Regions from separate parts of the Sus scrofa genome. Here all the other regions are linked to region 2. A link is a contact called in public HiChIP or PLAC-seq data. All regions are on one chromosome and are shown on one strand. Each heading gives the region's core, a stretch centred on a gene start, on an enhancer-like site or on the middle of the called end of the contact. The rest is flanking DNA. Distances are from core to core; before and after follow the strand shown. Region 1 holds the start of EMC4 (ER membrane protein complex subunit 4). Region 2 holds the start of LPCAT4 (lysophosphatidylcholine acyltransferase 4). Region 3 holds the start of EMC7 (ER membrane protein complex subunit 7).

Region 1 (4,014 bases), core at 660-3,159, 130 kb after region 2:
AACGGATCCTTAACCCACTGGAAGGGGCCAGGGATTGAACCCACATCCTCATGGATATTAGTCGGGTTTGTTACCATGGAGCCACATTGGGAACCCCCCAAATCAAGCCATTTTAATAATACCTTACTATCATGTATTATTTACATTATACTTTGATGTACCAAGATGAAAAATGATAGGAAATTCAAGAAAATCACTGACATAACTCTGTCCTTTCATGTTGTGAAAAATCACTACATTTCATGAAACAAAGATTATTTAATATTGAGCAATATTAAGCCTGAGAGAAAAGGAAGTGCCAGGCACAGTTCTAGGGACTTGGAAGACAAAATTTTGCTCTCGTGGAAGTTACAAAGTGGGGGGAAAAAAAAAAAAAAAGGTAATAAGTAACCTATATCACATATATGAATGACAGGAGAAACACAAAGTAAGAAAATAAGATCGAGAATGCCATGAGAGTAGAATTCACTGAGAAGGTAACATCTGAGTTGAGACAGCAAGTCATACTGGTATCTGGAGGAAGAGTATTCCAGGGAAGGTGAAGAACAAGTACAAAAAGCCTGGAATAGAAGCTCACCTGGCATATTTAAGAATCAGCAAGGAGGCCATTCTGACTAGAGGCGTGAACAACAGGTAAAGTAGTAGGTGATGAAGTCGCTTAGCTCAAGAGATGGCAGATTAAAGCAGTAAGAAGTAAGATTTCTAATCTATTTTAAAGGTAAAACAAACAGACTAACCTGACAAATTGGTTGTGTGGTATCGGGGAACTAAAATAGAAAAGACGACTTCAACTAGAAGTTCCCGTCCTGTCTCAGAGGTTAACGGATCCGACTAGGAATCATGAGGTTGCGAGTTCGATCCCTGGCCTCGCTCAGTGGGTTAAGGATCCCACGTTGCACGTGGCTCGGATCTGGCGTTGCTGTGGGTGGGTCGGCGGCTTCAGCTCTGGTTAGACCCCCTAGCCTGGGAATCTCCATATGCCGCGGAAGCGGGCCTAGGAAAAGGCAAAAAAAAAAAAAAAAAAGACTTCAACTGGAACACATAACCAATTCATTATCAACCTATTATATGTTTTTTAATTTTTCCAGTTATTGAGCACTTTTGAGGCTGATACGTCAACCAATATAACACCAACCTCCAGCAGTTTAGCTACCAGATATTCTGGCTAGCCATCTGCAGTAAGATATTAATATGCTGCCTGGGAAGGGAGGTGGGTGTGTACGTCAGGACTGGCCCAAGGACTATGATGACATCTATACCTCTGTACCTTCTCCACTAGGATCCGGTCTGTCTCTTGCACGCTGGTATCAGGCACTTGCTTGTCCAAGTAACCAACGGGGTACAGCGAGTCTCCCTGGCCACCGCCCCGGTCACTTCGGCCCCTGGAGACCAAAATAAAAAAATTAAGGCCACAGCCTCGTACACTTCATACCCCACATTCATTTCCTGTTCTAATCTCAGGAATAAATATTCTCAGATGTATCCACCCAGATTACACCAAGCCCTCTTGTGGGCTCCTCAGAACCTTCATCTATTGGGAAGAATGACAAAAGCATGCTTCGGACACAGAAACCTCCACGGCAGAGAAGCCGCGACCTCCCCAAGAATTATCTTTGCGCCATCCATCAGAGTTGTGCCCGGGGGCTCAGGTCCTGTTCTGGGGTGAAGGCTCTGATGTCGAGCTTTGCCCAGGCTCCTCACCTGCTGCCTCCTCCAGGACCGCTCAGCTCAATCGCCCACTTGAAGCGCCGGCCTCGGTTAGCCACCAAGCTCCCCTGGGCCGTCATAACAGCGGTCGCCTACCAAAGCTGCAAAGCTTCCAACTCTGAAACCGAGCCGGGGCTCAGGCCCACTGCGTCTGCGGCTGCTAGGGCCCGCTTTTGCACCACTTCCGGCGCGTACGTATATACGTCATTTCCTCCACGGAATTTGTCCGGGCCGATCGTAGAGAGCGCTTGGAGCGCAGAGATGCGAGGAGGAAAATGGGCAGATACTAAAGCTTTCTAATGTGCCTTCCTACCTTTCTGAAGAGCTCTACTAGGTGTCCCCTGACCTCTGAGGTGCGCTTTATGGGTTAGAGGGAAAGTCCACACTGACTGCCTTAAGGGTGGAATCCAAGAAAACCTATGGAGCGCCCGCCTGCTCCCGGGATCACGAAGATTCAAATCTCTGTTTAAATCCTGGTTTTCCCACTGATTGTTTGACCCTGAGCCAGTTATTTAGTGGCTTCTGTGTGTTGAATGTCCTGGACCTTTGTGTTTATTATTTCATTTAATTATCTTAGTAACCTTGCGAGGTAGATCGTTTTATCCCTGTTTTGCACAAAACCTAGGAGGCAGTGTAGGCACATGTTAAGGCTCTTGGGTTCCAGATTATGGTGGTCTCTTTTACTGTTTTTCCCCCTTTTATAACCAATGTTGCGGCGAACTTCCTTGTACATCTTTTCTTATTTCCTTAAATTCCTAGATGGGTAAATTGCTGGATCAAAGATTATGCATGTTTTTTGTTTTTGTTTTCTTTTCTGGCCGCTCTTTGTCAAGCAGAACTTTTTATTAGAGTAGATAGCTTGTGCACAGAGAGAAGGTGGGGGGAAAAAAGTGCCAGCTCCCTGAGTAGAAGGGGCAAGATGCATTTATGAACAAAAGGGAGGGATTGTCTCATGATCACTGATAATTTCCAGAAATCATCAAACTTTTTTTAAGCTTTTTATGAAATTTTTAAAAATTTTTCTTATTTAATTTATTTATCATCAAACTTCTTTGATCAGCAGGTTATCAGCAGGAATAGACTGCTTCTGTGAGGGGGAAAAATGCATGAGAATTTTCTGCAGGAAAGCACCAGAGTAGATACGGTTTAAATTTATAGTTGAGCTTCTCCTCTTATGGCAACTGGTTATGCTAGATAAACTAGTATCTAGTCACTAGGTGTAGAGATAAAGTTAATTTTTTTTTTCCTTAGTGCCACACATGCAGCAAATGGAAGTTCCCAGGCTAGGGGTTGAATCGGAGCTGTAAATGTCTGAGTACACCACAGCTACAGCAACGAAGGATCCAAGCTCCGTCTGCAACCTACACCCCAGCTCACTGGGCAAGGCCAGGGATCGAACCCCAATCCTCAAGGGTCCTAGTCAGGTTCGTTAACTGCTGAGCCACAAAGGGAACTCCCATAAAGTTAATTTTTTATACCAGCAAGCCTGGTATTTGTCTCTGGGACTCAGACCTGTATGCCCAAGGCCATTCCCTGGTCCTTTTACAGAATAGCTGTGCTTTTATCTTCCTGTCTCATAACACATTGCATTGTTTGTTGACAGACCCTGAGCACTTAATCTTTACACACACACATGCACTTCTACCCCAAATTGCTTGAGGGTAGAAGCTGCATATTAATTTTCTTTGATTCTACAACCTATCGCCTTGTACATATAAAGTACTGAACAAATGTTTAGTGAATGTGAGTAAATTAATTGAAAGTAAATATAATACAAAACTGGATATACTATCATTAATTACATTTATGTAAAATAAAATGTGAAAACCAGAAGGGAATGCATTAAAAATGTTATATATTGTGGAGTTCCTGCTGTGGCACGATGGGATCTATGGTGTTTTGTGAGTGCTTGGATGCAGGTTCAATCCCCGGTCTGGCACAATGGGTTTAGGATCCGGCATTGCAGCTGCTGCAGCTAAGGTCACAGCTATTGTTCTGATCTAATCCCTAGCTGGGAACTCCATATGCTGCAGGGTGGCCAAAAAGGAAAAAAAAAAAGTTATGTATCTTAATCTGGGTGATGATTTCCATGCAGTTTTGTCTGGTTTCCAAGCTATTCTTGTTATGCTACTTTAATAAATTTTAAAGGAAGTCTTTAAAAAGAACATTGCCAGTCATTCAAATTATATATTCCTTCCCTTTTAAAATACTCCCCTATTTGACGTAAATTTAAATTTTATTGGAGTATAGTTGACTTACAAAGTTGTGTTAGTTTCAGGTATGCGACAAAGTCACTTATACACATAT
Region 2 (3,862 bases), core at 1,327-3,826:
AATGGGGTCTTCTGATACACTTACTGGTTGGTTGGGGAAGGATGGGGTCTTCGGATACACCGGCTTGTTGGTTGGGGGTGGGTCAGGGTAAGGAGTGGGCTACATACCTTTTATGGTGGGGGACAGGAAGGACTAGGCCAGGTTGATCAAGGGGAGGAGGTGAGGAATGGGCCACATACTTTTCCTAGTAGGGGGAAGGAAGGAATAGGCCAAGTTGTGCTGGGGTAGGGAGGTCCTTAGGAACATTGCAACAATTACAGTGAGACAGGTGGGATGATAAGGGTCTAGCAAGTCTTATCTCCACCAGAGGCTGAGTTTTATTTCCTTGGAGAAGCCTTGAAGTCCCACAAAAACAAATGATGGAAAAATAGAAATTCCCACCAAACACACTGCCTAAGGTTTTCATCAGTTCCATAGAGAGAAAGAATTGAAAATCAGTATCCAAACTTTCTTAGTATGTCATTGATAGTATATGATAATGCTTAATTTAATTACATAGTAATTTGCATATAATTATCATTACTCTATGGGCTTGAGTTCTAAGTTTAATAACTCCTCATGGTATAGTTATGGATAGTTTATGTTAAAATATTAAAGGTATAAAAAGCAAATTATGTGTAATTATGCATTTAATGAGTTGCCTTAACTGAAAAAAAAATGAAATTATAAATATATTGAAACTACCTTAGAAAACCCAAGACATACAGAACCAAGACAAACCTCCCCCTTTAAATAGCAGACAAAAAAATGAGTCTTATTTCCTAAAAATAAGAAATGGAGGACACAAAAAGTCCTTTGTGCCCAGGAGCCCCATAGGGCTTATTTTAGGAAATAAGCCTCATTCGGCCTCCATTACCTTCCATGAGTTCCAAAGGGCAGCTCTAACCTGGGAAGGGAGGGGTTATAGAGACAAGGGAGGAGCAGTGAAGAAACAATAGTGCAGCCTTGAGGCAGGGTCCTGATTCCCCTTCAAGGGAGACACATGACAGAATCTTCTTCAAGCTCTTTTTCAGAACTAAAACCCCAATAAATAGAAGATGTTAACTATTTCAAGCAGTCTTCATTCCAGGACCATTAGAACCTACCCCAGGGCCACTAAACACCAGCTTTGAAGAAGAATGCAAGCTTACACCTACCCTGATCCTTAACTGTGGCCCTATTTTCCACTCCCCAAACTGTAAAACCACCTCCTATTCTCTCCCAAGGGAGAGCACAGTCTTTAGGGCTTTAGCCTCCTGTAAAGCAAAGCAATAAAAGCTATTGCTTTTATAAAAATAAAAGCTATTTTTTTCTCCTTCACCCCAAAATCTGTCTCAACGTTTCTTCTAACTTAACTTTTCCCAGGTCCCCCATCCAATAAAAGATTAATGGTACTGGATGACCCAGGAGCCCACTGATCGTCCACTGTTCCCAAGACCTTCAGGAAATGCTGATTGACGGATACAGAAGAGAGAAATAAACAGGGTGAACTGAAAGCCACTACTTTCCACAAGCAATGAGGCTTCTATCTCCTTTTCCTCATGAGCATTATCTGATTGTGTTACTGGCTATGAATCTCAAAGTCTACCCCATTCCCTGATCTCACCATCCCCTGATGAAGGGGCTGACCAATTCATGAGTTTTCTGGGACAGCTTGGAGTTTGGGTGTGAAGGGTATTACTTTGTCCTCTCACAAAAAGGAAAGAAGGAAAGAAACTGAGTAAAGAGACTAGGAGGAAAAAGACGGCTGCGTTCGGGGTTGTCCTAGCTCTCTAGGTTCGCTAGCCAGGCCTTCTTGGGCCCTGGTAAGTATACGACCCCAGTCTTGATGGTTACTGGCACCTAGCGGGTTGGAAGAGTTCTCCATCAGCCCAGGCGGGGCTTCCCGGCACAGGTAGGACGAGGATGTCAGGAGCTGAGGCCCTATGTAGCCGCCAGAGGGCGCGAGCGCCTCAAGTCCACGCGCGATGGCGTCGACCCGACCAGGAAGGAAAGGTGGTCGGCCTACTAGAGGTGGCTTCGGTCCGCGAGCCCGCGGGGACAGCGGGGCCCCGCCTCGCCCGGGAGCTGCCGGTCTCCGCGCGCAACGCACCCGCCCTCGCATTCTGTTCCACCCGAGGGCCCCACCCCGATCTGCGCTTTGCTGGTTGACCTCGACGCCCGGGCGGGGTCGGAGGGCGTTCTAATCTCCTCGCCCACCTCGCGGCCCTAAACCCGGTCCGAGCCGGAGGCCTGCGCGAAGGAAGCAGCCAGATCTTCCTAGAGGAACGTCACAGGGCCAGGCCCGGGGGCACCCCGTAGGCGGGCGCGGCGCTCCATCACCCAGCCTCCTCGTAACAATGGCCCGGGGGGCTGCGGGCGAGGCGGCTGGCGCAGAGGAGCAGGGCCGCCGGGGCTCTGGAAACCCCGCCCCTCGACCAGCTCCCTGACAACGCGGGCCGGGCCGCGCCGCCTGCTCCCCGCCCCTCGCCGCCCCGCACCAGGCGGGGCCGGGGCCAGAGCGCCGCCGCCGCTGCCGCTGCTGCTGCAGCTTCTGCTCTGCAGAGAGGGGCCCGGGGCCGGGGTCAGGGAGCCCTCTCTCCCACCTTCTCCCGCCGCTATGAGCCAGGGAAGTCCGGGGGACTGGGCCCCCCTTGACCCCACCCCCGGACCCCCAGCGCCCCCCAACCCCTTCGTGCATGAGTTACATCTCTCCCGCCTCCAGAGGGTTAAGGTAAGGTGTGGGCGGGGGGCGTCGGGAAGACTCTTGGGAATAGAAAAGGCCTTTTGGAGCTCTGGCAATGATGGGGATGGGAATCCGGAAAGGAGGTGGGTGGATAGGCTAGCGGGGCGGGAGTCCGGGGGTGCGCACGTGGGGGCGGCGGGGCGGTGGGCGAGGAGTCCTGGAGAGAACACGGGCTTAGGTGATCGGCAAGCTCGGAGGTGTGTGAGAATTGACTAGGTGAGGATGGTGGACTGCCGGGGACCCAGAGGTAGGGTAGATGGAGGACACTGAAGACTGCGGATTACATCCTGCGGAGGCCGATGGGCTAGGATGGAGTTGGAGGCTACGGATAGCCGCGGGTGGGGGCAGGGGCCTGCTGAGAGCTTCTGCGTGGTTGTGACTTGGAGGAGGTTTCTGGGCCCGGAGCCTGCACCCCCTGTGCCCTTCCAACAACCCCTCTTCACCCCGCCGCCCCCCCCTCCCCGCACCACCCCCACCCCCCGCACTGCAGCACCTCCTGGTGGGGGTTGGAAGGAGGTTGTGAAGGGGGTTGGCTACAGGAAGTGGAGGGCCGGACCAGCCTGGGGAAGCTGGGGAGTGGAGTGGTGTGAGAAGGGAGTGTCCAAGGTTTCTTTTGCCTCCGCCTCGCCTCCGCTGTCGCCGGCTCCTGGGGCTAGGTTTGTTTACCTGCCCTCTCCCCGGGGCAGCCCTTGGAGTCACGCTGGCTCCTGGCAACCCCTACCCCGTGGAGTAGGGCCGAGCTCCTCTTCTCTCTCCCATCCTTCAGTACTGAGGGATGCTGCTCCTGCTGGGCAGAACCAGAGACGGTCGAGGGTCTGAAAAGTGGACCTCTCTGAGTGTTCCACTCCCCTGCACCCCACCTCGGGCCCAGAGTGGAAAGAATGGTGCCCCTGATTTTTGTTAGACATAGGAGCTATTTATAGAAGGGGATGTGATGAAAAAGAACTGTCTCTAGCCTGTTCTACATAGAGCACAGGGCTGGGCATTTTAACACTGGTTAACATTAAAGCCTCTTAACAGCCTCAGTTGTATAGGTGTGGTGGGGACAGACTGAAAGACAGAAAAATGAGGCCTCTGATCCTATTGGTATCTTCATCCCACCTTGGGTTCCAATCCCATCTCCTGTTCCACACGACTTGCCGTCTGATCTCCAGGGGT
Region 3 (4,007 bases), core at 1,313-3,812, 250 kb after region 2:
AATTGGCTCCAGTTTACTTGAGTGAAAAAGATTAGCTAAACTACTTGAAGCAAATGAGGTTTAAAACTCAAAGGGCAAAAATCAGTTAAATACCACAGTAGTTGGGGATTAGCACAGCTAAAGTTTTCCAATCATTTAGCTAGTATTACTCTATTTTTTTTAAAAAATAAATCCATTGACTTAAATACAAGTGAAGTAGCTAAGGGTATGATCCTCATTACTTTGCATTCACACTGTGATAGCCAAAATATGAAAAATAGTTTGAAAATCATTGTGATACTGAGACATGCTAACAAGGAGAATATTGTGACAGAGGGGAAAAAAATTAAAATTATCACCAAAGATGACACTTTAAGTGATCATAAAAACTCTAGATAAGGATGGCAACTATGTTTTGGCTGATTCAAATTTTAAGAGTTCAAAGTAAATTCTATTTTATATATATTTAGCAATGTTAGCTTCTCCATTTATTTTTAAAAATAGTTTTATGTTTTAATAATTTATTCATAAAATTTATAATTATAAAAATATTTAAAAACTCAGAAACAGAACACTTTTTTAAAAAAGAAAGAAAAGAACTACACTTGTAAAACCCACAATCAACCTCTGTTGGTATAATCCAATATTTATAAAAATTCCTTGTGTCTGTTGGTTGGGGGGAGTTGAGTATTGTATCTATCCCTGTCCTTGTTCACCCCCTTGTGGCCATAATTTGTTCACCAGGTAGCAAAAAAGGAAGATGGAGAAAGCAAAGATCCTGAATAAATGAACTGATCACTTCTCACTTTAATAATATTTTCCATAACTAAGATAAGTAGGTCTGATTGAAATCTACATGGGTCAGGATCTTGAGGAAATAGATGGAAGACTTGAAGTGGTGACTGTAAATTATCCCTTTATTAAACTTTCTTGGAAGTAAGGGGATTGGTAAGGGAAATTGAAAGGGATGTCCTACAGATACTTCCTATTGGCTGAACTCAACCTAGAAGCACGCAGAAGGCAAAGGAACCAAGTTTTTTTCAATCCTTCAAGGGCCAGTCTTCCAGGGCACAAAGCAGAGCAGAGGGCAGAAGGTGGATCCGGCTGGGCAAACAGAGCAAATTTAGCACAAAATTTTTCTAAAACATTTCACTATAATTATCATTTCTTTCATTAGGCATGAGTCCTAGGGCTACATTATGGGATAACTCTTATATAATTTGGACTTGAATATCTATGCAATTCCCGTGGTCTACCTGGAAAACACCAGAGATGACAGAATTTCACAACACTTGAAAACATTACTTAGATTTCTCTCCTCCATCCAATGCCTGTGGAGAAGTTTAAGCCTGGCAATTATAGGGTCAAATCACTGGATTCTTTGGTATGAGAGTGACAGTAAGGTAGGGAAAGAAAGAGAAAGGCAGAAATGGGGATTCAGAGAGCTCAACTGCTGTGTGTTGCTGGTACTTTCCTGCCCTTTGCCCCACATAAAAAGTAAACTTCCCAGTTTCCACCTGAGATACTGTCCATCACTGATTACAGAACCAAATATGTGCCCAAGACACCAGCAAAGCTGGGTTACCAAAAAATGTGTGAAATAAAGTGAGATAAATTTGGGATGAGGCTATTTTTATTTCAGTGTATTTACAAATTTTGTATTATTTTAGAAAAGTGAAATTTAACTTCATAATTTAGCGTAGTTTTGATGGTTGGTGTTGGTGGGGAGGGTTGTAGCACATACTCTTTTTAAAGCATGTCTGCTTCTTCCAAAGATTCAATGTGAAGAAATAGCTATCTTCAGAAGACTTAGGTAAACTACCCCTAAGCAGCAGCTGCTGATGCTCAGAATAGAGTATGAGCTGCATTCCCAGTCCCTATCAGGGGTTCAGAGTACTTGATTCCTTTGTTCTTTTTCCAATTTTTGTTACTCTTCCCTGGGAGGCTAGCTCTAGGCATGGCAATGTCCAAGGCCCAACAGAAACTCTGGGCAAGGCACCTTGTCTATCATCAAGAAACGAACGGATTGAAGAAGATGATCTCTGAAATCTTGTCTTAATCCCCATGATCAACAATGGCAGGCTTCCCCCCGTTATGTTGTTTTCATTACGGAAAAGTATTCAAAACTGGACGAATGGTCTAAGATAAATAAATGCAGATAAATGTCCTCCAACTCTTTTCCTTTGTACCAGACGAAACCCTTTATAAATAGTTTACGTATTTTTTCCAGCTATTTTTCTGTGCAGAGACATTATCTCCTTTAAACACACAAACGGGAGCATTTTCATCTTTTACGTCTCGGGGAATCTCTAGAAGTTTTTTAAACGCTCCTTTCCGGACTTGTTTCTACCAAAGTCTCTTAAGTATTAATCGTCTTTTACTCTGGTGTGGTCCTAAGGCCTCGAACACACACACTTGAGCACGGTCGCTTTGTGCGCGGCCCCCTTAAAGCGACACTAATCACACGGCCCTCCAATCCCGAGCGCGCGGAGAGCGCTGCATTTCAGCCTCGCAAGTTGATTGGCCAAGACTTCTGCGCTGGTGTTTGAGTCCAAAGCTCGCGCGGAAGCCGGCGCGCCGGGATGACGACATCGGCCGGTGGCGGCGGCTGCGGCAGTGGCGGCGGCGGCAAGAGACGGGGAGGGCTTCCGGGGCTGCGGGTCTGACGGCGGAGAGCTGCTGTCATGGCGGCCGCTCTATGGGGCCTCTTCCCCGTCTTTTTGCTTCTGCTGTCAGGGGATGCCCAGAGCTCGGAGGTGTCTGGGTCTACCTCCGAGGGGTCAGGAGGGAGTGGGGCCGGCATAGGAGATCGCTTCAAGATTGAAGGCCGTGCGGTTGTTCCTGGAGTGAAGCCCCAGGACTGGATCTCCGCGGCCCGAGTGCTGGTAGACGGAGAAGAGCATGTCGGCTTCCTTAAGTGAGCTTCCTGAGGGCAGCGCGAAAGCGGTTGGGATGGAAGCCTAAAGGCAATTCCTCCTTCAGGAGCTAAGTGTCAGAATCTGACAATGTCGCTATCCGAGGGTAAAGGGGCGGGCGCCACTAGCGGTCTGTGCTGGAAGACCTTGGGAGGCAGTGGGACGGTTTCCCCTTCCCGGTCTCTTACCTCGAAATGAGGATGGCAGGTGCTCGCTCCAGGGCTGGAGCTGTGGGGTCAGTTATTTTCAGCTCCAGTTTGGCCCTCGATGGAGACCACCATTCCTGGACCCTGGGGACCAGGGTCATTTGTCTTTTGATGAAGTTTTTCCTGTGCATCTCATCTGGTTTCCCTGAAATCTGGCTGCTTTTTGCGTTCATTTCAGTCTCTTGGTAGCTTTATGTTGTGTAGAAGGATGCTAAGCAACTGGGAATTCTCAAAGCCCACAGGGCTTCTAGTGATGCTATAGACTAGGAGGCTAATGTTGCTGCTTCTAAAATTAACCGGCCCTGAAGTCCCTAATCAGCACCTTTTTTTGGCTCGAGGTGGGATTGTTGTTCTTTTTTACATTTGAATTCATCGAGGGATTCGAAGCATCACACGTGTCACTTATGTGAAACTAGGGTTTCTCTACAGTACTCACAGGCTTCTGTCCTTTTTAGATATTAGTAGAAATGGGATTTGAGCTTATATGAAAAACGTGGTGGGTTTATTAGCACTGTTGTTTTTCATAAGCCCGATTTTCAGATGTCTAGGCACAAGTATGATGTTTTAAATCTTTCAATCGCTGCTTAAACTGAAACTTTGAACTGAAAATATTTGGGAAAGGTGTTTCTGTGGTAGGTTTGTATACCAGCAAATGGTATCTGAAAAGCACAAAATTTAAATGTGGACATTTAATTCTGAATTTGATTTGCAAATATTCAGATTTTCTAGGCACCTTTGAATGAAAAGTTCAACCTCAGATTAGTAAATAATGACAGGAAGTTAATAGCCATTTTTTCAGTGCTGTTTATCATTAAAAATCTAGCATTAGGGAAGTCTTTTTTTTTTTTAATTAGGGCATTCTTTAGGGTTTACCCTAATAAATGATGTTTTAATGGTAAAACTCCCA

The links. HiChIP or PLAC-seq counts read pairs in DNA pulled down with a chosen protein or histone mark.
Region 1: a contact with region 2 is called in an H3K27ac HiChIP or PLAC-seq map of alveolar macrophages. The contact joins the promoter of EMC4 here to the promoter of LPCAT4 in region 2. A contact is called at or near these places in 18 of 47 Hi-C or Micro-C datasets (alveolar macrophages, blood, brain and 9 more) and 2 of 2 datasets of contacts at active chromatin or transcription factors (alveolar macrophages and skeletal muscle).
Region 3: an H3K27ac HiChIP or PLAC-seq map of alveolar macrophages shows a contact between it and region 2. The contact joins the promoter of EMC7 here to the promoter of LPCAT4 in region 2. A contact is called at or near these places in 2 of 5 promoter capture datasets (fetal skeletal muscle and liver), 13 of 47 Hi-C or Micro-C datasets (alveolar macrophages, embryonic fibroblasts, epiblast stem cells and 8 more) and 2 of 2 datasets of contacts at active chromatin or transcription factors (alveolar macrophages and skeletal muscle).

Annotation. Positions count from the first base shown.
Region 1 is chr7:80,268,782-80,272,795 of Sscrofa11.1, forward strand. It overlaps EMC4 (ER membrane protein complex subunit 4), which reads right to left and starts at 1,910. Exons shown (of 5, transcript NM_001243441.1): 1 at 1,702-1,910; 2 at 1,268-1,382. The coding sequence starts at 1,787.
Region 2 is chr7:80,138,732-80,142,593 of Sscrofa11.1, forward strand. It overlaps LPCAT4 (lysophosphatidylcholine acyltransferase 4), which reads left to right and starts at 2,577. Exons shown (of 14, transcript NM_001145867.1): 1 at 2,577-2,692. The coding sequence starts at 2,579.
Region 3 is chr7:80,388,636-80,392,642 of Sscrofa11.1, forward strand. EMC7 (ER membrane protein complex subunit 7) reads left to right here and starts at 2,563. Exons shown (of 5, transcript NM_001243700.1): 1 at 2,563-2,896. The coding sequence starts at 2,664.